4 separate regions of the Gossypium hirsutum genome follow, and all the other regions are linked to region 1. The links are chromatin contacts, called in public Hi-C maps. All regions are on one chromosome and are shown on one strand. Each heading gives the region's core, a stretch centred on a gene start, on an enhancer-like site or on the middle of the called end of the contact. The rest is flanking DNA. Distances are from core to core; before and after follow the strand shown. Region 1 holds the start of LOC107922171 (probable serine/threonine-protein kinase At1g09600). Region 2 holds the start of LOC107921982 (187-kDa microtubule-associated protein AIR9). Region 3 holds the start of LOC107922389 (probable AMP deaminase). Region 4 holds the start of LOC107921983 (cationic amino acid transporter 1).

Region 1 (6,654 bases), core at 1,789-4,288:
TTGTTATAAATATCTATTTTGAAAGGATGAAAAAAAAGGAAGGATTAAGTTATTGATTTGATTTGAAGATTTTGGCATATTCTCTGAAGCGAATATTGATATAATTATTTGGAAATTATATTTATTGACTTAGTGGCATTATAGACTTCACATTGATTTAGACATTTCCAGTAGTAAATGTCAGAATAGTACTTGTATGTAGATGCAAAGTAATAAGAATGATAGTAAAATTATCAATTTGTTACAATTTAGTACAATTGAAATGCATGTTAAAGTAAACTAAAAGTTTACTGATACAAATGCATTTACTACTTGGCGTGACCACTTAGACCATCCTAAATCATATATGATGCGAAAATTAATTGAGAATTCATATGAACATTCATTAAAGAATCAAAAGATTCTTTAATTTAAAGAATTCTCATTTGTTATTTGTTCTTAATGAAAATTGATTCTTATAAACTCACTAGCTAAAGTTGAGATTTAATACCTTGCATTTCTAAAATGAATATGGGTCCATTCATCTACCATGTGGATGATTTTGAAATTATATGATTTTGGTAGATGTATCAACAAAATAATAACATATGTGTTATTAATTTGCAACCTATCGTTTGCAAGATTGCTTGGTTAAATAATTAATTTCAGATTATGCAATTAAGACAATTCATATTGCTAATACTGACGAGTTTATATCTCAGTCTTTTATTGATTGAGTTTGAAAATTTTTTATAAAAGTTTGTAATTTATGCGCATAATGGTTTAGAGAAATTATTAATTGGATGCCTTTAATTAATTTTTAAACCATTACTTATGAGAACTAAACTTCCTATTTCAACATGAGATTATGTTGATTTACGTGTTGTACACATCAAGTCAATAAGTTATAAATACTCCTCATTACAATTGATTTTTGGTTAAGAGCTAAATATTTCTCATTTTTGAATTTTTGTATGTGCGTATATATTCTAATTGCTCCACCATAACAAAGATGAGTGAATACTCAAAGAAAGTTGAGAATATATATTAATTACAAGTCTCCTTGTATTATTATGTGTTTTAAATGTATTGGAGATTCAATTATGACATGATTTGTGATTACAATTTTGATTCGATAGTTTTCCCAACATTAGGGGGAGAGAAACAATAACTTGAAATGAGTGAGGAGAGTAATTTGAACCAGAAGTTCAACAAGAATAACGCATTACAAGTTCCAAATATGAAAGTTATCATAAAAGAAAATAACATATCTAAATGGTCATATAGTGAAGGCGGATGCTTTAGAAGATACCAAAGACATAACTAATAAGTAAAACTCTAGAAGAGAATCAGATACCTGAAACTGAAAATTAAAATAGTAAAAATAAGAGATCTTGATAAGTTATGTCAATTTGAGAAAATGTCGAAAATATAATAAAAATGGTAGACAATGGTTTTGCATGTAATATTATTATTGAATTAATGAAATAAAATGAGGATCTTAAATAAATTTATTGAGAAATATAGTTATAGGATAAATTGGTCAGAATAAAAAGACGTAACTCAAGTACAATTAAATTTGTGGAGTTTTTGGACCAGTAGTCAAAATACCTAAAGGTATAAAGTCAGTTATGGTGCAAATAAAGTAGTTTTGCAAAACGGAATAAAATATGAAGTTTTTCGGTAAGTCCTGTCATTGATTATGAAAAGATATAATATTCTTTTGTAGTGGATGCAATAACCTTTAGATATGTTATTTTGAAAATTCATAAAAGACTTAACTTGTATCTAATGGTTATGGTTACAACCTTTTATAAATCACTATATAGTAAAATTTATATTAAAATCATTAAAGGATTTAGAATGCTAGAAGCATATTGAAATTCTCGAGAAATTCTTCATTTATATGAATTGAAATAATTTGAACATATGTGGTAAATAGTAGTTGAAGGAGGATTATAAAATGATCTAAAATACTTATTTGTGTTTTTATAGAAGAATCATGATTAAAGTTTGTTATGATTATTGTTGAAACTCCTGAAGAGATCAAAATATATTTCCCCAAAAATTTCCCTTACTCATGACTTTCAAAAGAATGATAATATAAATGCTTAGCAAATACATTCAAATAGTCATTTGAAAAACTAGTATTCAAGATTGAATATGTAGAATATGAGAAAGTATGTAATGTTTTCATGAGGAGGAATAAATACGCGTTGTACTATTTTTCTCATAATTGAGGTTTTGTCCCATTAGGTTTTTCTAGTAAGATTTTTAATGAGATGATATATTATGCGTATTATAAATATGTGTACTCTTTTTTCTTCATTAGGAATTTTTTTCCTACAGGGTTTTTATTTTAGTAATGGTTTAACGAGACACATTATCTACCAATGGACACCGAAGGGGGAGTCTTATGAATATATTGTTACGTGGATGTCCATTAATATCAAGATAAGTTTTGAGGAATTTTAAATTTTAATATTCATTAGAATTAGATCTCTACTACATTTATACTTATTATGTTTATAAATAGAAACTTTGAAAAAGCTTTATAAATATTCTGATTGATCAATAAAAATACGCTCTCTATTTATTCTCCCATTCTTTTTATTCTTTACTCTCTATCTATTTATTTTATAACAAAAATAATTTTATATGATTTTATTAAAAAATAAAATACAAAAGAATTCAAATATTATTTTCTCAAAATTTTAATTAGTATATTATTATTTTATAAAACAAGAAATTGGTCCATCCGACGGATAGAAAACTAATTATATAGATTTGATAGGATTGGTATAGATGTATAGAATATAGATTGGGGCATAAAGGGTGAGCTCTAGGCTGAACCCAAAGGCTATAACGTTGGTGAGGGCCGAAAATAGGAGTTGAATCCATTAAGTGATGTGTCGCTGTCAGCCAGGATCTCCGCCTCCCGCGGGGACCACACTCAAACATCCACTACATGCCACGTTGCACCTCTCCCACTCTCCGCTCGTGCGGTGCGGTGCGGCGCGTTCAACCACCTCCTCTCCTTCAAACATTCTTTTTGTTTTTATTTTCTCCTCTCTCCCCCCCAAACACTGCAAATTTTCCTTTCACTTTCAAAACAGATCACTCATTCTTCTTCTTCTTCTTCTTCTTCTTCTTCTTCTTCTTCTTTTTTACTTCTTTCTGGTCTTGTAGAGACTTGAAAACAAAAATCTGATTTTGTTCAATTTGTAAAAAGAGGGAAGAGTTCAAATTATGGACACTATGTTTTAACCAAAATTGTATTTTTCAAGGGCTATTCGTAATCTTAGGGCTGATACGCAGATCCGCTTTTATCTCTTTGTTTTGTAAGAAGTAAGAACCAATTATAAACATTTTACATTGTTCTAAAGAAGGTACTTTTTTCCAAGTAAAAACCTCTGTTTTCAGAATTTCATTTAACTTCCCCAAAATATTTTTTGGCTAGGGTTATTTGTATCTTTTTATCATACATTTACTTCAATTTTATGTCTCTATCAAATTTAGACAATTACATATTACAGAAAGGTATTTTTTTTCATTGTTGGATTGGTTTAGTTTATATGCATTTTGTTTTAATTGTTTTTGGGTCCCGAAATTTGGTTCATATAATTCACATATTGATCCGTTTCTCGGTTCGTTTGAGTTATTTTCTTCGATTTGGGGATCTGGGTTCTTGTTGATTGTACTTTAAGCTTTTTGGGATCTCTCGAATTAGCAATCTCTTTGGGATATCCTTTTGATTTGGGATCTGGGTCTTTCTGATTCACTGGAAAGCTGCATTCCTTTTATGTAATTCAAAATAAAAAATTCCAAACATTCTTTTTTATCCTAACAATTCCAACATTCAAGAGAGAAAGTTAGGACTTTTTTTTTTGAGGATCATTGAATCCTACAACAAGGAAGGGAACTACATTGAATGAGGTAGTTTCCTGATTGGAAAACAAACTGAGGCTATAAATTATGGGTTGCATTTGCTCGAAAGGTTCTCGAGCAAATGAATATGTTGAAAATAACCATGGAAAAAGAGACAAGGCCCACAAGAACTCGAGAAAAACAGCAAAAAAGTTATCTGTTTCCTTTAAAAGGGACAATGTGGTGGTTGAGGCGGATGCCACTGCACGGTTGATCTTGAATCAGCAGCCAAACCACGGTGCCGTTTCAGGGCCTTCGTCCTCTTCTGATGATGAAGAAAAGAAGGCAGCGTTGGCGGTTTTTGAGAGGTCTAAAGGGACCCCATCCGAGCTGCAAAGGCGTCCAACAACAGAGGCGGATGGGAGGGGTGGACAAGGGCGGCAGAGGATGTCCAGGATCATAAATGCAACTGGTGGCGAAAGAGGTGCACAGGTGGTCGCTGGTTGGCCTTCTTGGCTAGCAGCAGTAGCTGGGGAAGCCATCAATGGTTGGATACCTCGAAAGGCAGAGTCATTCGAGAAGTTGGAGAAGGTCTGCTCAATAGCTTTATCTTTTATTGCTTATTTATAGTTTCGTTTCTTGTTTCTGTTCATTACAGAAATTTGTGTTTTGCTTATGCATATCTACTTTGAAATTTATAATTTATAAACTAGCTACTACTGTGCAGTTAAAATGAGTGTATGTTTCGTTAATGTGCATCTCGATACAAATTATGACAACCTTTATGAGGCCTTTAGCTCTTTGCTTTATTGGTGTAATCTTCTATGTCTGTTCTTTTTCCTCTTTCAATAAATATAGTATATGCTCCTGCTAATAATGTAGATTGGCCAAGGAACCTACAGCAGTGTGTACAAAGCTCGTGACCTTGAATCAAATAAGATAGTTGCCTTGAAGAAAGTTCGATTTGTTAATATGGACCCTGAAAGTGTTTGTTTCATGGCAAGAGAAATTATTATTCTACGTCGGCTTGATCACCCTAATGTCATGAAGCTTGAAGGTCTAATTACTTCTAGGGCGTCTGGAAGCTTATACCTTATATTTGAATACATGGAACATGATCTTGCAGGGCTATTAGCAACACCTGAGGTTAAGTTCACTGAAGCTCAGGTATGTTCATATTTTCAATATTTATTTGATTAATGTTGCTCAGATCTGCATAAAATTTGTGATTCCATGGTGGAGGAAAACAGTTTCATAAGAAGTCTGCCACATTGTGAACTGTTAGTGGATTTTCAATGATATTTGATGGAACATATTGTGCATGTAGCAAATGATCAGCTGCCTGTACTAGTGGAAGCAGTTTTCTTTACCAAAGTTGTAACCTTTAATTATATATACTGTGTTACCAGTTGACAGCAAAGAATTATGTTTAACCCTTTTTTTTAGCTCAAATGAAAGAAAGGGACTTGGTTATTTGGGTGTTGAAGTGCTGGATTTTATGTGTAACCATGCAGATAAAGTGTTATATGCAACAGTTGCTTCGCGGACTTGACCATTGCCATAGTCGTGGTGTTTTACACCGTGATATCAAGGGCTCAAATCTCTTGATAGACTGTAATGGAAACCTCAAGATTGGTGATTTTGGACTGGCAACCTTTTTCCATCCCAATCAGAAGCAGCCTCTAACAAGTCGTGTCGTAACCTTATGGTACCGCCCTCCTGAGCTTTTGCTTGGTTCTACAAACTATGGAGTTGCTGTCGATCTGTGGAGTTCTGGTTGCATACTTGCAGAATTATTTGCTGGGAAGCCTATCATGCCTGGAAGAACTGAGGTACTTTTTTCATTTTTTGAGGGTATTGACACATATAATTTGAAATTCCTCGTGCATGGCGAGCTTCTAATGAAGCTTTTTATTTCTTATGATAGAAAAGGCAAACATGCTTCTTATGATGACATGGAATTATTACCGTACTCATGTATGCATGACTATATATATTTATTAGTCATGTGTGTTTGTGGATGTGTGCGTGTTGTTGCACGTGCTTAACAAGATGGAAAAATATAAATGCAAAGAGAATTTGGGTTCCTTTTTGACACTATGACATTGGAAGACCTGGATGCGAAAAGTTAATCTTAAAGTCATACTAGCATCACTCTCTGCTATGATCTAGGCATAGAATTGTTTAGAACCTAAGCTATGATCTTATTCAGGGGTTTGGCATTTGTTTGAATTTGCTTATCATCTCATTTCGCACGTATTTAATTGTCAAATTATTTGCTCATTATGTGCTTGTATCACCTTTAAGGTGATTTTGGGGTTGGAGGTAGCATTGCTGGTGTTGACAGCCACAAAAATCATCTACTTTAGTTGATAATTTACTGGACCATGGGTTCAGTGATGTACTGCTCAGCATTTATAATTGCCATTGTCATGACATGATTATGCAATGAATGTGTACTCTAGAACTGCCTACAAGTTATTTTTCAGAATTTACTCATAGAACTATCCAAAGTGCAGTGCACTTGCAGTTGAGCTTTTTAGTTCAACTTCTGGTAAGTGACGATCTCATTGTTTATCATTTTTAGGTCGAACAACTGCACAAAATCTTCAAACTCTGTGGATCACCTTCTGAAGATTATTGGAAAAGATCAAAATTGCCACATGCAACCATTTTCAAGCCTCAACATCCTTATAAAAGCTGTGTTCTCGAGACATTCAAGGACTTTCCTGCATCTGCTTTGGTCCTTTTGGAGGTTCTTCTTGCAATAGAACCCGAGTGTCGTGGAACTGCTTCTTCAGCACTTCA
Region 2 (6,174 bases), core at 1,108-3,607, 440 kb before region 1:
AGCTAGGGTATTCCTAGTATGTTCAATGGTTAGGGGTTCATCCATGAGGAAATCACCAGAAAATTGAAATCTCCAGTACATAGTTGATTCAAAGACAATTTTTTCTCACTACAATCATCCTTACAATGGTCACTTAAAGAAATCCTATAAAACAGATAAGGCAGCAAAGATCAACATAACAAGGATAATTTATATGTTTTCCAGAATGGAAACAAACTTTCAATATGGAAAATCCACTGTCAAGTGTTCAGGTAGAAATAAAGAGAAAAACCAATGCCACTAAAACATTTTAAGTTCTTTATTCATAAATCATAATCATATCGCAAATGCAGAGGCAATGTAAATCAGATCCTAGAAAGCAGACTGCATAGGTCCAAAAGCGCACCTACAATAATCATACCTAAATTGCGGACAACATTATTCTTAACATGCTGATGAATACCATAAGACATTCAGTGATGTAATAGATATTCTTACCACATCATCACCAGCTTTGATCTCCACCTGAGGAAGAACAATGAAATGTGAATCTCTACTTTCTGGGGTCGCTGCTTTCTTCCGCCCAGATAAATTAGAACTCCTATCCAGGGATGATGACAAAGACCCAGATCTTAAACCACTGGATACTGTAGGTGACCGTGTGATTGGAGAAGAAACCTTTGAGATTGTCTTCTTGCTGGCGCTACTGGCAGTGCTGTCCAGTGATGAAGAACTAATCTTTTTCAAGGATGAAGAGGCTGACGACGATGGCTTTACAGTGGACTTTCTCAGAGTTTTTTGTATACTTGTACCAGACGCAGTCGATGTACTTAAACTTCGACCCACAGGTGACACTGGAACCGACTTCCTAGTCTCTGAAAGGTTTGCTCGGGGTGTTAGTTTTGTTGCCGATGAAGACAGTGAACTTCCTCTGAGTTCTGGTAGGGACCGCCTAACTGACTCAGTAGCCAACAGGGTGGAGGGTTTCTTGCCTGCAATAGAACTAGTATTGTTTTGCTGTCTTGCAGTAGAGGCTGATGACTTCTCAGACAAGCCTCCTGTGCTGTTCCTTCTTGTCACGGCAACAGAATTGGATGATCTCAATGAAGAAGATACAGTTGATCTAGCAAAACCTGAACTTAATTCAGATCCATTTCTAGTATCACTTCTCTTTCTGGTTGAATTAGCCGGTGCTGAGACTTTTGGCTTTGCTGCTTCACTAGATTTCCCAGGTTTAGCAACCTTAGTCACACTTTCTGCAGGACTTTCAGCGAAATGGTGGTCCAAATTTAGGGGCTTTATCACCGGATCTTCACCAGGTTGTGCTTCGGGGTCCTCCATTTTAAGCTACAATACTAGTTCTAGCAAATAAGAAACAAAAGTGTCCTTCAGCCCCCTAAAAGCACTAATCAAAAACTCAAAACTGATACTTTCACAAACTGTTGCCCGTTTGAGAAAATACCAAATGACAAAAGCAGAAAGGAACTAAACGGAGCAGCGGAAAATAAATTTGGGACTCCTTATCTGAGCCACTCTAACCAAAATAATCTTTAAATTGCGGTTGCCTCAAAAGCAAACCAAAAAAGAAAAACCCAAATTCCTCTTTATTTTTCGTTTCCATTGCAATATGAGAGGTGAGTGTGCCCAGTTTGGTGACCGACAAAACATGGTTAAAAAGGAAACGAAAGCAAAAATGTATTGACTTTAAGCGTTAATAATTCACACTCACTGTAACCGATGCTTATGTAAGTTGTCTCTTTCCTTCCTTTAAAACCAAACCGAAATAATAAAAAAATTATACAAAACAAAAATGGGAGCTCTTTTTCCTTCCCACTTCCTTCACTTTTCTTATCTACCAAACGGATAACAATGCAACCAAAGTGGAAACATAATTACGCCAACCTTTTCAAAAGAAAGATTGTTCTAAGAAAATGACTTACAAAGAACAAGGTTCGGCAGATAAGTAGGTATGAGAATTAGAGGTAGAGAAAGATAATGGTTGGATCTAGTAGACAATGCAGGTTGTTCAGCAAAAATTAAGTGTTTTTACTCAGATCTAACGGGGAGAAGAGGGAAAAGAGGAAAGAAAGAACAGAAAAAGAAGTCTTACCTAAATGTACAGCAATGTAGATCCGGAGAAGAGTACTATTACAACTAGGGTTTTTATATTTTAGCATAAAATAAGATATAAATTTGTTAAGATGGGGCAAAAAGCAAAGCAGGAAAAAGGTTGAAGAAGATAAGACGAGCTGAGAGAAAAAGAAAAAGGAAAATGGAAGCTTAGTCGTTGAAAAGCAATGCAGAGAGGAAAGGGTGCTGCTTATGTAAGTGCGAGTGTTTGTTTTATTGTCTTCAAATTATTTCTGTTTGTAGTGATTAAAATCGCGGAAAATAGAAAACTTACTGTTTAAAAAAAAATCTGGCGAGTCCACTCAGTCAGAACTCTACACGTGACTCGAACTGTTTTCTTTCTGGATAATGTTTTCGAAAATAATTTTCATTTTTTTTTTCTGGAATGTTTGCTGACGTATAAATTACTCATGAATGAAAATTATAGAAAATGAAGAGAGGAAAAAATTTATTATTAGAAGTCGCCTTTAGAATGGACAAACATTAAAAAATACAATATTTACTCAAGTTCCCCTTACCCTTAACCCAAAATAATTTAGGAGATATTAAAAATTTAGACTTAAACCATGAGTCTTAAAGAAATATTAATTAACGTTAATAATAAGTTAGATGAAGTCTTTAATAATAATAATAATATAGAATCTGATGTAGATTTAGGTCCTTTATACTATGGTAATGGTAAGGATAATATTTTAGTTTTATTCGAAGAAAAAAATATTTCTTCTGATGAATCAACATCTATGTTAAAAAATTATAAAAAACATAAAAAACGTAAAAAAGATGATAAACAAAAAAGAATATGATTTCCAGTCCTATAAAACCATTATAGAACATTGGAAAGAAAAATTTACTAATACTAATGATCAACTTGAAAAAGTTGAATATTTAAAACTAATAGAAGAACTTTATGAAAAACATAAAGATCTATTCAGTATGTTTAATTATCATTATATGTTAAAATATGATGATAGTAGTAGTTCAAGTAATTTTGAAAACACAGAATTATTTAAGAAACAATCTGATGAAGAAAAAACTTCAACAGATCAGGATGAAGATATAAAAGTCTCAACTTATAATTCTGATGAAGAAACCACTTCATCCGAAGATGAAACTATAGACATCCCGAAACCCATGGATACTGCAAATCCTTATAATATAAAATTTGATAAAAATGAAAAAATATTTTTATTAGAAAACTCTAGAAACACTAGAATTGAAAAAGTAAAAACTATTATTCAACAAATGAAAATTGGAAAAAATGATATTATTACTTTTTCAAATTTTCAACCTAAGAAATATTATACTTATATTGAAATTAATTTTCAATTTAGATAGTATAAAAAATATTCTTTACATGCTTTATTAGACACTGGAGCTACAACAAGTACTTGCAGAAAAAATGTTATTCCTATAGAAAAATGGGAATCTATGAATAATCCTATAAGAGCAATAGGAATAGATGGTAACGAAACTATAATCCAATACAAAGCTAGAAATGTACCAATCTACATAAACAATGTTAGATTTGTTATTCCTAAAATTTTGTGTTTTCCTGAAATGCATGGAGACATATTACTAGGAAATAATTTTATATATCAACACTTACCTTTTTCTATTGATAGAAATTTTGTTATTCTATCTGTAGAAAATTTCTTAGTGGAAATACCACTTGTTGGAAACCATAAATTTGTGTGTGATCAAAATTTTAACCAACAAGGAAAGAACAAATTAAACAACTAGAAACAAATCATTGGTTGTTTAAAATTCTCGAAAATAATTTTAGTGAAGAACCATTAAAATTATGGAAAAACAGTCCTAGATACTGTGAAATAAAACTGATAAATCCTAATAAAATCATTAGGGTTAAGCCTATACTCTATACTAAACAAGATATAGAAGAATTTGATGTTCAAATAAATGAACTATTAGAAAAATGATTAATAGAAAAAACTAATATTCCTCATTCCAGTCCAGCTTTTATGGTAAGAAACCATGCTGAAATTAAAAGAGGTAAAGCTAGAATAGTTATTAATTATAAAAGATTAAATCAAAATACTATTTTTGATGGATATTTTATTCCAAGAAAAGAAGTTTTAATTAATCAAGCTAAACATGCTAAATACTTTAGTAAATTTGATTGTAAATCGGGATTTTGGCAAATCATGTTTACCGATGAATCAAAACCTTTAACAGCTTTTAGTGTCCCTAATGGTCATTATCAATGGAAGGTAATGCCATTTGGTTTATGCAATGCCCCACAAATCTTCCAAAGATGGATGGATTCCATTTTTGATAAGTATAAAAGATTTTGTGTGGTATATATAGATGATATCTTAGTCTTTTCAGAAACACTTGAAAAGCATAGAAAACATCTAAATATTATTTCTCAAGAATTCCTAAAACATGGAATTATACTAAGCCCTAAAAAGATAGAGCTAGAAAAAACAAAGATTGAATTTTTAGGATTAAAATTATTTGCAGACGGTCTTCAACTCCAAGATCATATTATTGTAAAGATAAAAGAATTCCCTGAAAAAATTGAGGATAAAAAACAACTTCAACAATTTTTGGGAATTGTTAATTATGGTAGAAATTTTTTTCATAACTTATCTGAAAAATAGGTGAGTTATATGAAAAATTAAAAAAGAATATATCTTTTAGCTGGTCTAAAAAAGATTCAGAAATTATTAAAAATTTAAAATCTGAAATAAATCAGAATCCTAAAGTTTATTTACCTAAACAAGGTGATAAATTAGTTTTAGAAACTGATGCATCCCAAAACTATTGGGGATGTATTTTAAAGGCTAAAACCACTAATAATGAATAATTAATATGTGGCTATAGTTCTGGAAAATTTAAACCAAATGAGGTTAATTATGTAATATATGAGAAAGAACTTTTAGCTATTAAAAAAGGAATAAAAACATTCCCTATATATTTAACACCTGAAAAATTTATTATAAAAACTGATCATCAGGCAGTAAAGCAATTTCTAACTAACAACAGTTTAGAAACTGTACCAAGAAGAATTAGGAGGTATAATGATTTATGTACTTTTAATTTTGAAGTTATATATATAAAAAGTGCTGAGAATATTCTTGCTGATTTTTTGAGCAGGCCTTTTAATGGATAGAGGTAAAAACCCTCTAAAAGAAACTGCCAGTGAATGGACTACTGTTCACAAAAAACCCCAACAAAGGGAAAGCAAAATCAAACTCCAAAAAAGGATTTGTACCTGCACAAATACCATTTTATCCTAACCAAGGATATTATGTGTCTTATCCAATGGTAAACCAACCACTTGGACCAAATGTTTCAAAATATCTGATGGTAAACTAACCAGTTGGAAACAGTTTTTCAAACATGGTGTATCAATCACCAATGTCTCAATATTTGAATTTAGCATCACAAACTAGAGGTGTCCATGGGCCGGGCAGCCCGCCCGAAATATGGGAGGGTTCGAGTAAAAATATAGGCCAGAAATATGGGTTTGGGCAAAAAAACGAGGCCCATTTAGAAAATGGGCCAGGCCTTGGGCACCACTTTTTTGGCTCAGGCCCGGCCCGAATTTAATAAAAATATATATTTTTTTATTTTTTAATTTTAAAATATTTTTAAAATACTTTTTTTTATTTTTTATTTTTAAAATTATTATTTGGTGTTTATTAAAAAATGGGCCAGGCCGGGCTCGGGCTTAGGATTTTATTCCCGGGCTGGGCTTGGACAAAATTCTAGGCCCATATTTCGGGCTGGGCCGGGCTCCGGCCTAGGAGGCTAGCCGAAATTTTTTCTGGGCCCAGCCCGGCCCATGGACACCTCTATCACAAACCAGTTATACTGAAATCATCAAAGGCTCGGAAAATTTGTTGAAAAAAACAACAAATTGAAGAAGAAAAAGAAATTTCAAAAAAAAAAGATTTTTATAATCTTGGTTTATCACCAGAAAATTATTATTTTATAAATGAGATATGGAAAACCCATATTTCAAATCAAAGAGCTAATTTCAGAAGAGCTCTTACCATATTTTCATTATTTTTAGTTGAAAAAACAACTAAGGAAAATAAA
Region 3 (6,606 bases), core at 723-3,222, 510 kb before region 1:
ATAGATAGTAAAAGCATTCAGATTTAGAGAAGCTATGATACCATGCAATGTGCTTCTGAGAGGCAAACTAGTCTTGGTAAAAACAGGATCATTCTCAAATATGCCAACTGAAGCTGAATCAACGTTTCCCTTGCCAACTAGATTCACACAAGATTTTTCCTCATTCCCAGAAGCTTGATAGGTCTTGTCACGAGCATGGTTAACACTATCGCCTCTAAATGGAAGAGGAAACGAATTTTGAACTTTTGTAGCAACATCCTATATATTTACCAATAACAGATGAACAAAAAATCAATTGCTTTTGATGCATTATTAGTAATTAAAAGATTCACCATAGTTACTCTACAAATGATAAGCCCTTAAACCTAACGGCAAAGCAAACCCTATCTGCTCGAAAACAAATTCTATTGAAACTACTTTGGCTTTGTACTATAAGCAATGATATTGGCATGAAACTAAAGGAAACACCAGAACTAGAAAACCGCTCACCTTTAACAAATCAACAGAAACATCAATATTCTTGTCAGCAAAAAGAATCTCATCCTCATCCGCAGGCTCTGTCCCTTCATCATCTGAATCCCCAGCAGCATTGCCACCAGGCGACCTTGGAGTCATTAGCCGACCATAGGTAGCCAACCTCATAGTGGAACCTCCATGACTAAAAGTCTGACTTTCTCCTGCAAAAGAAAAGAAACAAAAGAATAACATACTTCATGTAGAATACATGGCAACTGCATTTAGCAAATCGTGAATGCTTACAAGTTCAGAACCCGAACCATTTTCCTAAAACACTCGATGTGCATCAAGCCAAGAACTGATTCGTAAAGTCACATTTTACAATTACTTTACAATTTACTTTTTGCTCTCGGAAAAAAAAAAGGAACAAAATGACTTCTGGATACAAAAGGAAATGAATTTTTAAAGAATTAAAACTGAAAAAAGAAATGTATGCTTAATCTACAAAGGCAACAAATAATAATAATAAATCTTATTAGAACTGATACTTCATTTTATTTGTTCATTCATTTTTAATCAATTTATACGATTTTCATTATTCAACTATCAGGAACATTTTTTAGGAAAATATATTTACAACATTAACTCTAATTTCTACTTTCCCTTGTGCCCACTGTTAGCAAAACTATTCAAACTCTCTTTTAGCAATGCGGCATTTAACTGTCATGTAATCAATATCGATCCGCATTTCATCAAAATTTGATTAGAAGTCTAATTCGATCGTCATAAAACACTTTCTACAGTTATGGTAACAACGGGAAAAAAGAAACAAAAGATTAGTGCAAAAGCAATTATAGGCCTAAAATAAAGAAACTACCTCTCCAAGATGTTTGAAGAGGAGGAAGACCCGAAGGAATAAAGTTAAGCTTCTCAAGCGACGAAGCAGAGCAACTTTGAACTCTTTCCCTCACCGCCTGATCAAATTTAGCATCCTCCTCGAACCACTCATTGCGCAAAGCCACGTTAGGCATCGAACTGGAAATGCGAGAACTCCTCGACACCTCCATTTTCTCATCAAAAGATTTAGACGCGCTCGATTTATGGTCGAGGCACTGATCCACTTCTTCTATTTCTAGTCGTCTATTATCTTGTTCGTAATCCACTTCTTCATCCTCTTCGTCTTCATCGGAGACAAGGCGACTTCGAGGCCGCCTTGCCTGCGGCACACATTCGCGGCGGATCTCGATAAGCCGATCGATGACGTGGTCGACACTGCGTTTGTGGATATAAAACGCGGATACGGCCATTAATGAAGCTCCGAGTAACGCCGCCATGGCCAAGTGCAACGAAGGGATAGGCGTAGACGAGTCCATGAATATCTTTCCCTGCAAAACAAAGGAACCCTAATTTTTCTATTTTGACAACGCGTGTGAGTTGCGAGAGGAGAAGCGCAACATTTCTTCTTTACTTTTATAGCTTTTGTGGAGTGCTGGGCAGCAGATGGCGAGACTGTGTGAGAGAAAAAGAGCGAGAACCAAAAGCCTAAAAGTGCAAGCCAATGGTAGGACCTGTTAGAATATACGTGGACCTACCAGATGATGACGTATATTATATTTTAGTTTTATCTTTTTCCTTTTCGGTAATAGTGTTTTTTTTTTATAGTTAAATCTTCTCTAAAGTATTGATTATCCTTCCACCAAGAAAAACTTTTTACGGACTGCTGGCGAAACAAACTTTTTACCATCAGAAACCTTCGAGTTTAAACGTGTCTAAATTCATTTTTGGACGAAAATTCTTGAACTTGTAATCTTTTATTGTTTTTAAAATTTTCTAACAAATAATAAAATCTATAATAGATATCAAAATCTCTAAAGCAATAGTAAAAATTTTAAAAGATACGAAATTCTGTAATGAATACTGAAATATAAATGAAAAGTCACCTACTCCTCTTGATTTATGTTGCTGACTTCTCTTACAAATTATAGTTGTTCTTACTCATCTTCATTAACAAACAGTTTTCAAATTTCCGTTTTTTTTAATAAAAAGATTTTAGTGTTAAAATTTTTCGAGAGTGTTGATTTTGAATAAAAAATGAGAGTTGTATTGAAATTTTGAAAGATATCGAAATTTGTAATAAATACTAAAATATAAATGAAAAGTCAACAACTCCTCTCGATTTATGTTGCTAACTTCTTTTACATATTATAGTTGTTCTTACTCATCTTCATTGCCAAATAGTTTTAAGAAATTTTCATTTTTTTGTTTTTGAATAGAGAGATTTTAGTGTTAAAAATTTTAAAAATGTTTTTAAAAAAATTATTTTGGGTGTTGATTTTAAATCTAAAAACGATCAGAGTTGTATTGAATTTTTTTAGTTTACGAGACTAAAAGAGAAGAAAAAAGAAAAAAAATCAAGAAGGAAAGTACTTCAAAAAAATATTTTCTTAAAAAAGAATGTGATAGATTCTGATGAGAAAGGAAAAAAGTGTACACTCGAAAAGCGTACCAAATTTTTAAATTGAACCAAAATCTGTATTTTATATTAATTTTTTTAATTTATACTAATATAAAAAATTTTGACAAAATAATTAAAAATTTTGGTAAAAGTTAATTTTTTTTATTGGTATCTGTTAGAAATTTTTGTATTTGGTAAGAGATTTTGGTATCATTAGAAAATTGAGTAAAAAAATTTGGTATTCTGTTAAATATTTTGTTATACATTAGAGATTTGGTATCATTTACATATTTTGGTTATTTATTAGAAATTTTGGTATCATTAGATATTTTGGTATTTGGTATTTGGTTAGAGGTAAGAGATAAGAGATTTTAATTCTTAAAATTGTTGCACAAACGTTAGTAAAATAATAGCAATATAAAGTTTTATATTAATCACAAGATCGAACAAAAACAATTGATGCGAACCTCAAGGCCCAAAATTAGGTTCATGAACGTGATGGGCTCAAATTTCCTTAAGGTTAAATAACGAGGTCGAAAGCTAAGAAATTTTGAGCAAGATTGAATGGGATCATCCAAGACTTCGTTACCAAAGCCCTAGATGCGTAAACGACCGAAAAAGAAAATCAAGATTTACTTTCTTGTTTTCAAGAAAATCAAAAAATCAAATCTTGGTCCAATTTTGTTGTTACAGACAATTTCAAGAATCAAGAAAATTAAAATTTCAAATCTTAGAAATCTTGGTCCAAGAAACCGAATCTTGCAGCTAAAGTGCATTGGATTTCATGTACGAGCTTTGTAACACCCTTAACCCGTAACCGTCACCGGATTAGGGTTACGAGGCATTATCGTACAAAACACAAATCAACACAGTCATTTATTTAATCACATATTCGAACCAACTAACATGCAACAAAGTCGTATTACATGTACTTTATAAATATAACATACGAACCATAAAAGGCATCGCATTCATGGTATTCGAATACCTAAATTAAATTCAAGCATATTTTATTCCAAATATCAATCACATATATCACCTCATTCTTTAGTATACATCTATTTTAATGGCTAATTATTATACAAACCATTTTATATACCCATGCACTTTCACATAACGAGTTAAAACAAATCATATTATACCATTTATTAGTTATCCAAATATGATTCATTAGCAACCATTAACAAATGGTTATATATAATTCTTATACATTACCAAAATTCATGTGCATTCCAACATAACAAAATTACCCATTTTGAGCACAAATGACAAATCAAGCATACCAATTTCGCAAACAAAATATCATGTCAAAACATCTTATAGACAACAAATCAATAGCCACATAAATCATATCAATACCGTAACTAAATTTTATACTAATTATACCAAATACCAAAATCTCATGCTTATCAAAATGAACCAAATACCATAGCCGAATATAAATATGCATCATATATATATCATAATTTATCTCACTTAATGACCAAAGCAATTTATACATCTATACATAGGTCATTAATAAGCCACACCAAATAACCAAATTCACATGGCATAGCATAGTCATCACATAGCAAATACGAACACATACCAACATCAACATTTAACCGAATAATTAACCACATGAATATATCAAATTTGTCGAATCACAATATAGATTATAAACATCATTTATCATTTATCAATGCACAAAATAAGCTCATTTATATAGTCAAAGTAACTTCCAACAATTACACCATTTACTAACCAACTCGCATGGATAAAACCACAACTCATAAACACATCCATCAACTACATTGACATCACTCAAACCGGTTCATAAAATCATACATTGCACAAGATATACCATATAACATACTTCCAAAATGAGCTAATTATAAAGCCGAATTCTCATCACTTTCAAGCCAATTTGCGTGGCTATACATATACAAATCAAAACCAACCATAACAAAACTAGCCTATACATGCCATACATCAAACGTACAAACTCTTAAAGTACAGAAATAGCAATTGATAGTGTGACGATGATCCTTGACAATCCCCGAGCTTGAAACTAACTTTCAAATTTTATAAAACAATGAAAAAACACACAAAGTAAACTTTGAAAGCTTAATAAGTCATAAGCAATTAAATTATCACGAGAACATTAATAGTTCCATTCAAAAAGGCCAAATTTAATCAATCTCATACACATATAAAATCATCTTACTTATATAATTACATATTACCACATTAAATATTACACTTACCTTGATCTTTCATGAATATATAAACTTCTCACATACCTGACCCATTTAGCTCAATTTTATCTTTGGCCTTGTATTATCAATGCCCGATGAACCATTCGGAATTGTTAAGGATACACAAAAATTATATAAAGCTCATACAATGCCATATCCCGGATATGGTCTCACATGTTAACACATTTCGATGCCACTGTCCTAGACAGGGTCTTATACGACTCATACAATGCCAATGTCCCAGACATGGTCTTACACAAAATCAAATCTCGGAAGTCCTTATGTCATGACATCAATATCCTATACATTTCCTAATGTTTGTTCGGGGCTTTTGACTTCGTGTCATTCGCTCTAATGAAATTGTGGACTCATTTGAAATAGGCATAAGGCTGAGTCGAATGAAATAAAACCATACATTCGCTAATGGTGTCAAATATTCTCTACAAGTGTGAGTTCCATGCTTTGACACAGTCCACTTAAAACCCGAAACTGTAAGTTCCTTAAGAATTTTTTGCCATTTTTCAGCCTCAATATTTTATTAAGGAAGAGTATTCGTCATCTTCAAAATTAGGTAAATCAAAGAATTCATTAATAGTGCTTGAATTTATTGGTACCTAGATTCCTCGGACAGAGACTTCTGTTAATTCGCTTCAGGTCAAATCATAAAATTCATGAACTAACTCTTCATCTGCACTTGGTTTTTTCTCACAAAACACTTCCGAATTTAAAGCTTCAACAACTTTTCTAATGCTCATCATGAAATCAGTATAGTTGCTTTCTTTCAGTGTAAAGCCTTTTTCTATGAGCATTTGTTGATTTTTGAAAATGCTATCGTATCTTGCTTTGGCTTCTTCACAGTGGAATTTGTTTTGTGATTTTTCGACTTAGACAAAGACACGAGTTCTTTTGTAAGGCATGATTAACCTGAACGTAAGATGGAAATAAATATTTTCTGAAAAATTCAATTAGAATAAAATATTAATAATTCAATAAATTGAAAATTAAATAATTAAATAAAATTAAAATTTAAGAGGAAAATTTTCTTACCCACCTTTGTATAAAAATTAGAAACTCAAAAATGAAATTAATATGGAGCTAATAGAATTGGTTTAGAGTAGGTTGGAGGGTAATTGGTTGGTGGCTAGTTGTGATAATAGTGTAGTGTTAAGGAGACAAGGGGCGTATGGCTAGCAAGTGGAAACAACAATGTGCGATAGCTAGGGGCGTGAGTAGCAGTGACTTGCGGGATCAGCAGCAAAAGCATGCAAGCAAGGGCTAGTGCATGTCAAAAAGGGCGCGAGCAGGGGTAGGTGTGCCAGGAAACAGGTGTGTTGGCAGCAAGGCACGAGCAAAGCTGGTGCGCAAGTAGGACTAGGCGTGAGGTGCTGGTGGTCGGCTTTTTTGGGTGCGAGAAAGGATATACGTAGGTTGGCTAGCAATGTGTGCAAGAGAGCAGTT
Region 4 (6,664 bases), core at 3,540-6,039, 470 kb before region 1:
ACTCATTCAGCTTTAATTTCATATATTATTTAGCTTCTAATTCAATTTCTACCATTTTTTATTTCAAAGTCACAAAACTCCTGTTGTTCAAAACTATTTTATTTCTAAATTTACTCTTTAATAGTTTCATTTCTTCATATCATCTTACTCAAGGGTCGATTAAATATCGAACCCAATATTCATCACGTAATCTTATTCATTTCACATGTACTTTCACTTGTCCAATATCCCCGATGAACACTTCGAAATATTAACCGTTACTCGGTGAAATCAGCACCTAGCAACCACCTTATATTCAGTGATACGGGGAATCAGCACATAGCAACCCCTTTCACAATCAAGGAAACGGTGGAATCAGCACTTAGCAACTACCTTTAGAATAAATAATTTGGGGAATCAGCACTTAGCAACCCCTTTTCGATCAGTGATTCGGGGAATTTGCACTTAGCAACCCCTTTTTGATAAGTGATTCGGGGAATTTGCAATTAGCAACCCCTTTTTGATCAGTGATTCGGGGAATTTGCACTTAGCAACCCCTTACATTCAATGAATCTTAGTCTAATCCGAGTGTTCAACCGAGAACCTTATTTTACAACATTTTACCAACTTTTTCAAATTTAACCACATTTTTGTAATTTACATCAAATATTTATTCTATATTCAATGATATCTCAACAATATATTAAATAAAATTAAAACAATGCATTATTCACATACAAACTTACTTAACACTCACATTATTCAATTTAGTCCAAAACTCATACTTTGGAAAAATTACATTTTTGCCACTAAAATTTCACAAAATTATGATTTTGCCCCTAGGCTCGTAAAATAATTTTTATTTAATTTCCTTGCATTTTAGGTCTAGCCGAACCATTTTCATAACTATAGCAGTCCACAATTTTCACTTATTCAGACACTTACACACATTTTACAATCTTTTTACAAACTAGTCCTTTTATGCATTTTCACCGAAAATCACTTAGTAAAAGTTGTTTCTCTAACCATAAACATGCATAATCCACCATTACCATCAAAATACACAAATTTATAACATGGGTCAAAACCTATACCTTCATCATATCTCAAATAAATGGTAGAAATAAATAAATCATGTTACAAGGATTTAAAAAACGTGAAAATCATTAAAAACGGGGCTAGAACGAACTTACAATCGAGCTTGGAAGCTTGAAAAACCCTATCCATGGTTTCTCCATGCAAATTTCGGCCCCTATCTTGAAGGTGGACAAAAATTGGCTTTTAATTTTGTTTTTAATTCATTTTAATTACTAAATGACTAAAATGCCCTTAATGAAAAACTTTGGAAACATGCCTAACCATGTCCATTTTTGTCCACCAACTTAACCAATGGTCTAATTACCATATAAGGATCTCCAATTTAAAATTTCATAACAATTGGACACTTCTAACATGTAGAACTATTTTTTTTGCACTTTTTACAATTTAGTCCTTTTTACTAAATTGAGTGCTCAAACGTCGAAATTTTTGAACAAAATTTTTAAGAAATTTTCATGACATTATTCTGTGAAATTTTAGACCATAAAAATATAATAAGAATAAATTTTTCCTCGTCGAATTTGTGGTCCCGAAACCACTGTTCCGCCTAGGCCCAAAATCGGGTTGTTACACTCTAAGTCCCTACACTTTTTGTACATTTGAAAGTTAACTCTTCTAATATATTATATAATGTTATATCATATCATATAATATATTTATAGTTTATATATATGCATTGATGTTTAAACATTATAATATCATAAAATGTTATATCTTTTACTATAATCTACGTTATAATAATATATATGTATTAATATTTTTAGTAATAGTTATATATTATATCATTATTTTATGTATTAATAGTATACGAATTTAGTATATTGGTTTAAGGTCAGGTTAGGTAATCGGTCTTCGTTTCGGTAATAGTTATATAATATATTATTATATAATCATCAAATTTTAATTTTATATTTTTTAATATTGTTAATTTTATATATTTATTATACATATATAATTATAGAATTAAAAATATTTTATATTAAAATAATATTTTTAAAATTTTATTTCACTTTTTAATTTAACATAAAAATTATTATCAATTACTTTTCCTATTAATAAAATTTTAGTATAAAATATACAATGCTTATGAATACATTTTTTAAAAATAAAGAATTATAATTTATTTTTATTTTAAGTAACAACATAAAATTATCTTAATTATTATAGTCATCATTGTTGTTTAGTTATGAATTCGGGTTTTGGGTCGGATTTATCTCAAGCTCGAGCCAGATCGGTCTTTGACTTGGATCTGTTACAAGCTCAGGCTTTCTCGGACTTAGATCATTACAAGCTCAGATCGACATGGGCAGACTTTCGGGCTCAAGTCTATTTTGCCAGCTCTAATGTTTAGTGATGACATTTAGAGATTGCATATACTAGCTGATATATGTATCAGCTAAAGTGCTCTAAATAATTATGTGTTTCCAAATAAGTCTTGGGCATGCTAGAAGTACGAAAAACTAGCCAATTCTATAAAATGAAAAATTCTTAAAAGAAAGAAGCAAGAAATGAATATGGTCACATGTTAAAAGAGGCGGGTACTCATGAAGAGATCCAATGCATACCTTTTGATAAAATCCTAAAAGTGGTTCAGGTACATGAAATTATGAATATAATGAGATATCTCAACCAGTTGTGTCATAACTAAAGATGATAGAGCTAATAAAAGGAAATTATTGTCAACAATGCTTCTATTATACCTCATGAAATGTATCTCAAACATGAAGTTCAAACACCCAAAAGGTTTAAAGCCAAGTGGAGAACATGTAGCATAATAGTGAAAAAATAAAAGTTATAAAATCTAGAATTGACTTGTAATACAAACTTTCACAAGACACTTGACTTTGATTATGAAAAATAATTAAAGTTTTTGGAGTGCAATAGTTTGACACTAAATAAAAATTATTTATTTTACATTTAGTACATTTGTATTAAGTTGATATAAATTATTTGATAAAATTATAAAAAAAACAAAAACAAAAACCCCTAAAAGATTAATGCTTGAAGCATAAAACTCGAGTTTCGTGAGAAAACCATTAAATATGAATATGAGTTATTTCACATATTTTTAATTATCAATGTATTTATACATATATGTTATTATTGTTGATATTATGTATCAAATATAATTGGAGTTTCTGAGAATTTCCAATAGCAATATATTTTTGGTAGATAAACTTTACAATAAAAGTATACCTAAAGATCGAGTGTTCAATAAGGACAAATGGTCACACAATAACATCATAAACAATTACTATTAAGTATCCAATGGTGTTTATATAATCAAAATTAATCAAGATCATTTTTATGTAGATTGGAGATATTGAAAAGGAATACAATTGATCATACAATTATGTTATAAAATGATGGTACTGAAGTACTATTTCTTTATGTGTCTAATACACTCATTGAGTTGGTAATAGTGAATGATAAAATCCATAATTTTTATAAAGTTGTTGGCAACATCTAAAGCGTAGCAATTGAATTTTATTGTTATAATGATACACATCAACAAAATTTGTTATATATGTTGATGATTTACTATTCATAAATAATATTAAACGTCTCAACATTAAGTTGTAAATGATGTTAAAATAAGAGAGTAAAATACACACTATACCCTTTTTTTACTAGACTCTTTTTTTCTTTACTAGAATATTTTTCCCGCAGGGTTTTTCTTAGTAATATTTTAACGAGACATATTCATTCTTTGTTAATGGATATCCAAGAAGGGGCGTTATAAACAATATATTATTATGGATGTCCATAACTCTCAAAGTTGTAACCTCGAGTGAAAAAATAAGGATTTTATATTGTAATTAAGCCTATATTTACTATTTGTAACTTAAGAAATTGTATTATATTAGAAGACCTAGAAGTATGTACAATATACAGAAGGAATGAAATAAAAAGTTCTCTCATTTGTCATTCTATTATACTATTTCTTTATATTTATATTTTCTCTTTACTTTATTCTTTCCTTTCATTATTTCATAATAATTCTGTCTTTTTTATAATTACAAAATTAAAAGAAAAAATCAAAATTTTTAAATTAAAAAATGCAAAAACTTAATGTGTCCAAATTAAAAATAAATGAACTAAATTCAAATTTTAATATACCATAGGATCGCTAGCATATTTAAACTTATGGGTGTTTTTTTTCAACTTTAATTGGAAGCCAACTAATCTTGCACTAACCTGTCCATATGTACAAAATGTTTACCGAAGAGTATCCTGGAATTGATTTTGTTACTATATTAATCATCCATCATTCCAAATATATTTTTGTATCTTAATGCAATAGTTTTAGTCTAAATTAGGTAATGGTTCTCACGGTTTAAACTTATTTTTTATCTCAAATATTTTTTTAATTTGGTAATTGTTTCTACCTTAATAATTGAATTAAATAATTATTTCCACATTAAAATTTAAATATTTTTTAAATTAATTTTTAAACCTATAATTGTTCTCACAATAGAGTTTAAAATTTTTTTTCTCTAACTTCTTTCCGAAAAATATCATGGATTAATTTAGACAAAAAAAATTAAAATTATAATTTAAAATTAATTGTCAAATTCAAAAACGAATTTTAAAAAAAATTTCAAACCCTAAACCAAAACAATTACCAAAATTAGGCCAAATAATGAATTAGTTTTATTTTTAAAAACACAAGGAAATTTGAATTACAAATATTATTATCTATAACCGCACACCTAGAGAGCATCGTACGTAATGGAACAGTATATAGGATCGAAAATATAAAGCATATATGGGAAATTGTCATCTGGAAAGAGCTCTCTGTCTATAATAACTAGCCTTCACCATTTTTATTATTTTAACCTGTAGTGCAATTGTAGATTTAACAGTCTCTGCTTAGCTTTCAAGCTTTTCAAGGTATGGTTTCTTTTCTTTTCTCTTTTTTTTTTATTATTCTGTATTATCTCAGTCTCAAGCACACACGAAATGACAACAAAGAATAAAAACCAAAAGGATATCTCCCATGAAATCCGTAATGGTTTAAGTGCATGCAAGCAATCTGCTTTCTTGCTCCCCATTTCCTTTCTTCTTCTTCTTCTTCTTCGTGATCTTTCTTGGTTATAGCCATTGAACTTAAATCATAGTGGAGAAGTTGTTTGGTAGATTTTTACATCGTTGAGTGATGAGATCTGTAGAGAAAAACTCAAATTTCATTGAAAATAAATACCCCTAAATAGAAAAGCCAAGAAGAAGGCTTCAATTCTATCCAACTGTCCCAATTGTGCTCGAATTTGGACGGAGAGAAAAATCCTAACAGATAAAATCTATCTTCTTTTTTTTATGGAGAATACATTGTCATAGTTAACGAATAATTTCTTGACTTTCTTCCTATAGGTCTAGGGTGAGCCAACCTGGATTTGTAAGGTCTGCTGAGCCTCGCTCAATCTTATAACAACGACTATGAAACTGATATTTGATGATTTGTCATTTTAATTCCTCAAACATTTTACATGTTAGTATTTCAGAGCGAAGATAGCGATGGAAGGTGGTGAGAATGAGAATGGGGGTAAGAAGAGGGGATGTGGTTGCAGCAAGCAAGATTTCTTGCCAGAAGAGTCATTTCAGAGTTGTAGAAGCTATTTGAATGCATTGTGTAACACTAAATCTAGGCTTAGAGACCGGCTGCTGGCACGTTCCGCGGACCACATGGAACTACATGAAATACGTGGTCGTAGCCAGCATGAAATGAAGAAAAGGTTGAATTGGTGGGACATAATTTGGTTTGGGATTGGAGCTGTGATGGGTTCAGGAATATTTGTCCTCACTGGGGAAGCTGCTAGAAATCATTCTGGGCCTGCAGTTGTGGTTTCGTATCTTATTTCAGGTATGACTGCGCTGCTCTCGGTTTTGTGCTACACTGAATTCTGTGTGGAACTGCCGGTTGCGGGAGGCTCATTTACATATCTTAGAGTAGAGCTGGGTGATTTCGTTGCTTATATTGGTGCTGGGAACATTCTGTTTGAGTACGTGGTTGCTGGTGCTAGTGTGGCAAGGTCCTGGACTTCCTACCTCGCTACTTTGTTCAACCATGACCCCAATAGTTTCCGCTTCCATGCTTCATCCTTTCCCGAAGACTACAGCCATTTAGACCCTATTGCAGCAGTTGTCTCACTGCTCATCTGCATTACCGCATGTATGAGCACCAAAGGGTCCTCAAGGTTCAATTCCATTGCCACCATTGTCCATCTACTAGTTTTGCTTTTCATTCTCATTGTTGGTTTAACCAAAGGTAACCCCCAACATTTTTCCAACTTTGCCCCTAATGGCATCCGTGGTATTCTGAAAGCTTCCTCTATTCTCTTCTTTGCTTATGTGGGATTTGATGGAGTGGCAACCCTTGGAGAAGAGGTTAAGAACCCGGGTCGAGATATCCCAATCGGCTTAATAGGCTCGATGTTGATTATAATACTACTGTATTGCCTTCTCTCAGCAACATTGATTTTGATCCAACCCTACTACCAAATTGATGTGAATGCGCCATTTACTTTGGCATTCCAAGCCATAGGCCTGAAATGGGCTAAATATATTGTTGCTTTAGGTGCATTGAAGG

What was found. Hi-C and Micro-C count contacts between places; a contact is called where the count stands out from the background.
Region 2: a contact with region 1 is called in a Hi-C map of leaf, with 3 times the contacts expected there. The contact joins the promoter of LOC107921982 here to the promoter of LOC107922171 in region 1. A contact is called at or near these places in 4 of 34 Hi-C or Micro-C datasets (anther and leaf).
Region 3: a contact with region 1 is called in a Hi-C map of leaf, with 1.8 times the contacts expected there. The contact joins the promoter of LOC107922389 here to the promoter of LOC107922171 in region 1. A contact is called at or near these places in 2 of 34 Hi-C or Micro-C datasets (hypocotyl and leaf).
Region 4: a Hi-C map of leaf shows a contact between it and region 1, with 2.6 times the contacts expected there. The contact joins the promoter of LOC107921983 here to the promoter of LOC107922171 in region 1. A contact is called at or near these places in 7 of 34 Hi-C or Micro-C datasets (anther, hypocotyl and leaf).

What each region holds. Positions count from the first base shown.
Region 1 is chrD01:39,143,981-39,150,634 of Gossypium_hirsutum_v2.1, forward strand. It overlaps LOC107922171 (probable serine/threonine-protein kinase At1g09600), which reads left to right and starts at 3,039. Exons shown (of 8, transcript XM_016852063.2): 1 at 3,039-4,437; 2 at 4,729-5,013; 3 at 5,361-5,678; 4 at 6,434-6,654. The coding sequence starts at 3,955.
Region 2 is chrD01:38,709,169-38,715,342 of Gossypium_hirsutum_v2.1, forward strand. It overlaps LOC107921982 (187-kDa microtubule-associated protein AIR9), which reads right to left and starts at 2,358. Exons shown (of 38, transcript XM_016851781.2): 1 at 2,090-2,358; 2 at 478-1,340. The coding sequence starts at 1,320.
Region 3 is chrD01:38,639,842-38,646,447 of Gossypium_hirsutum_v2.1, forward strand. LOC107922389 (probable AMP deaminase) reads right to left here and starts at 1,973. Exons shown (of 19, transcript XM_041086258.1): 1 at 1,334-1,973; 2 at 490-677; 3 at 42-258. The coding sequence starts at 1,829.
Region 4 is chrD01:38,675,095-38,681,758 of Gossypium_hirsutum_v2.1, forward strand. LOC107921983 (cationic amino acid transporter 1) reads left to right here and starts at 4,790. Exons shown (of 3, transcript XM_041087801.1): 1 at 4,790-4,971; 2 at 5,449-5,478; 3 at 5,572-6,664. The coding sequence starts at 5,593.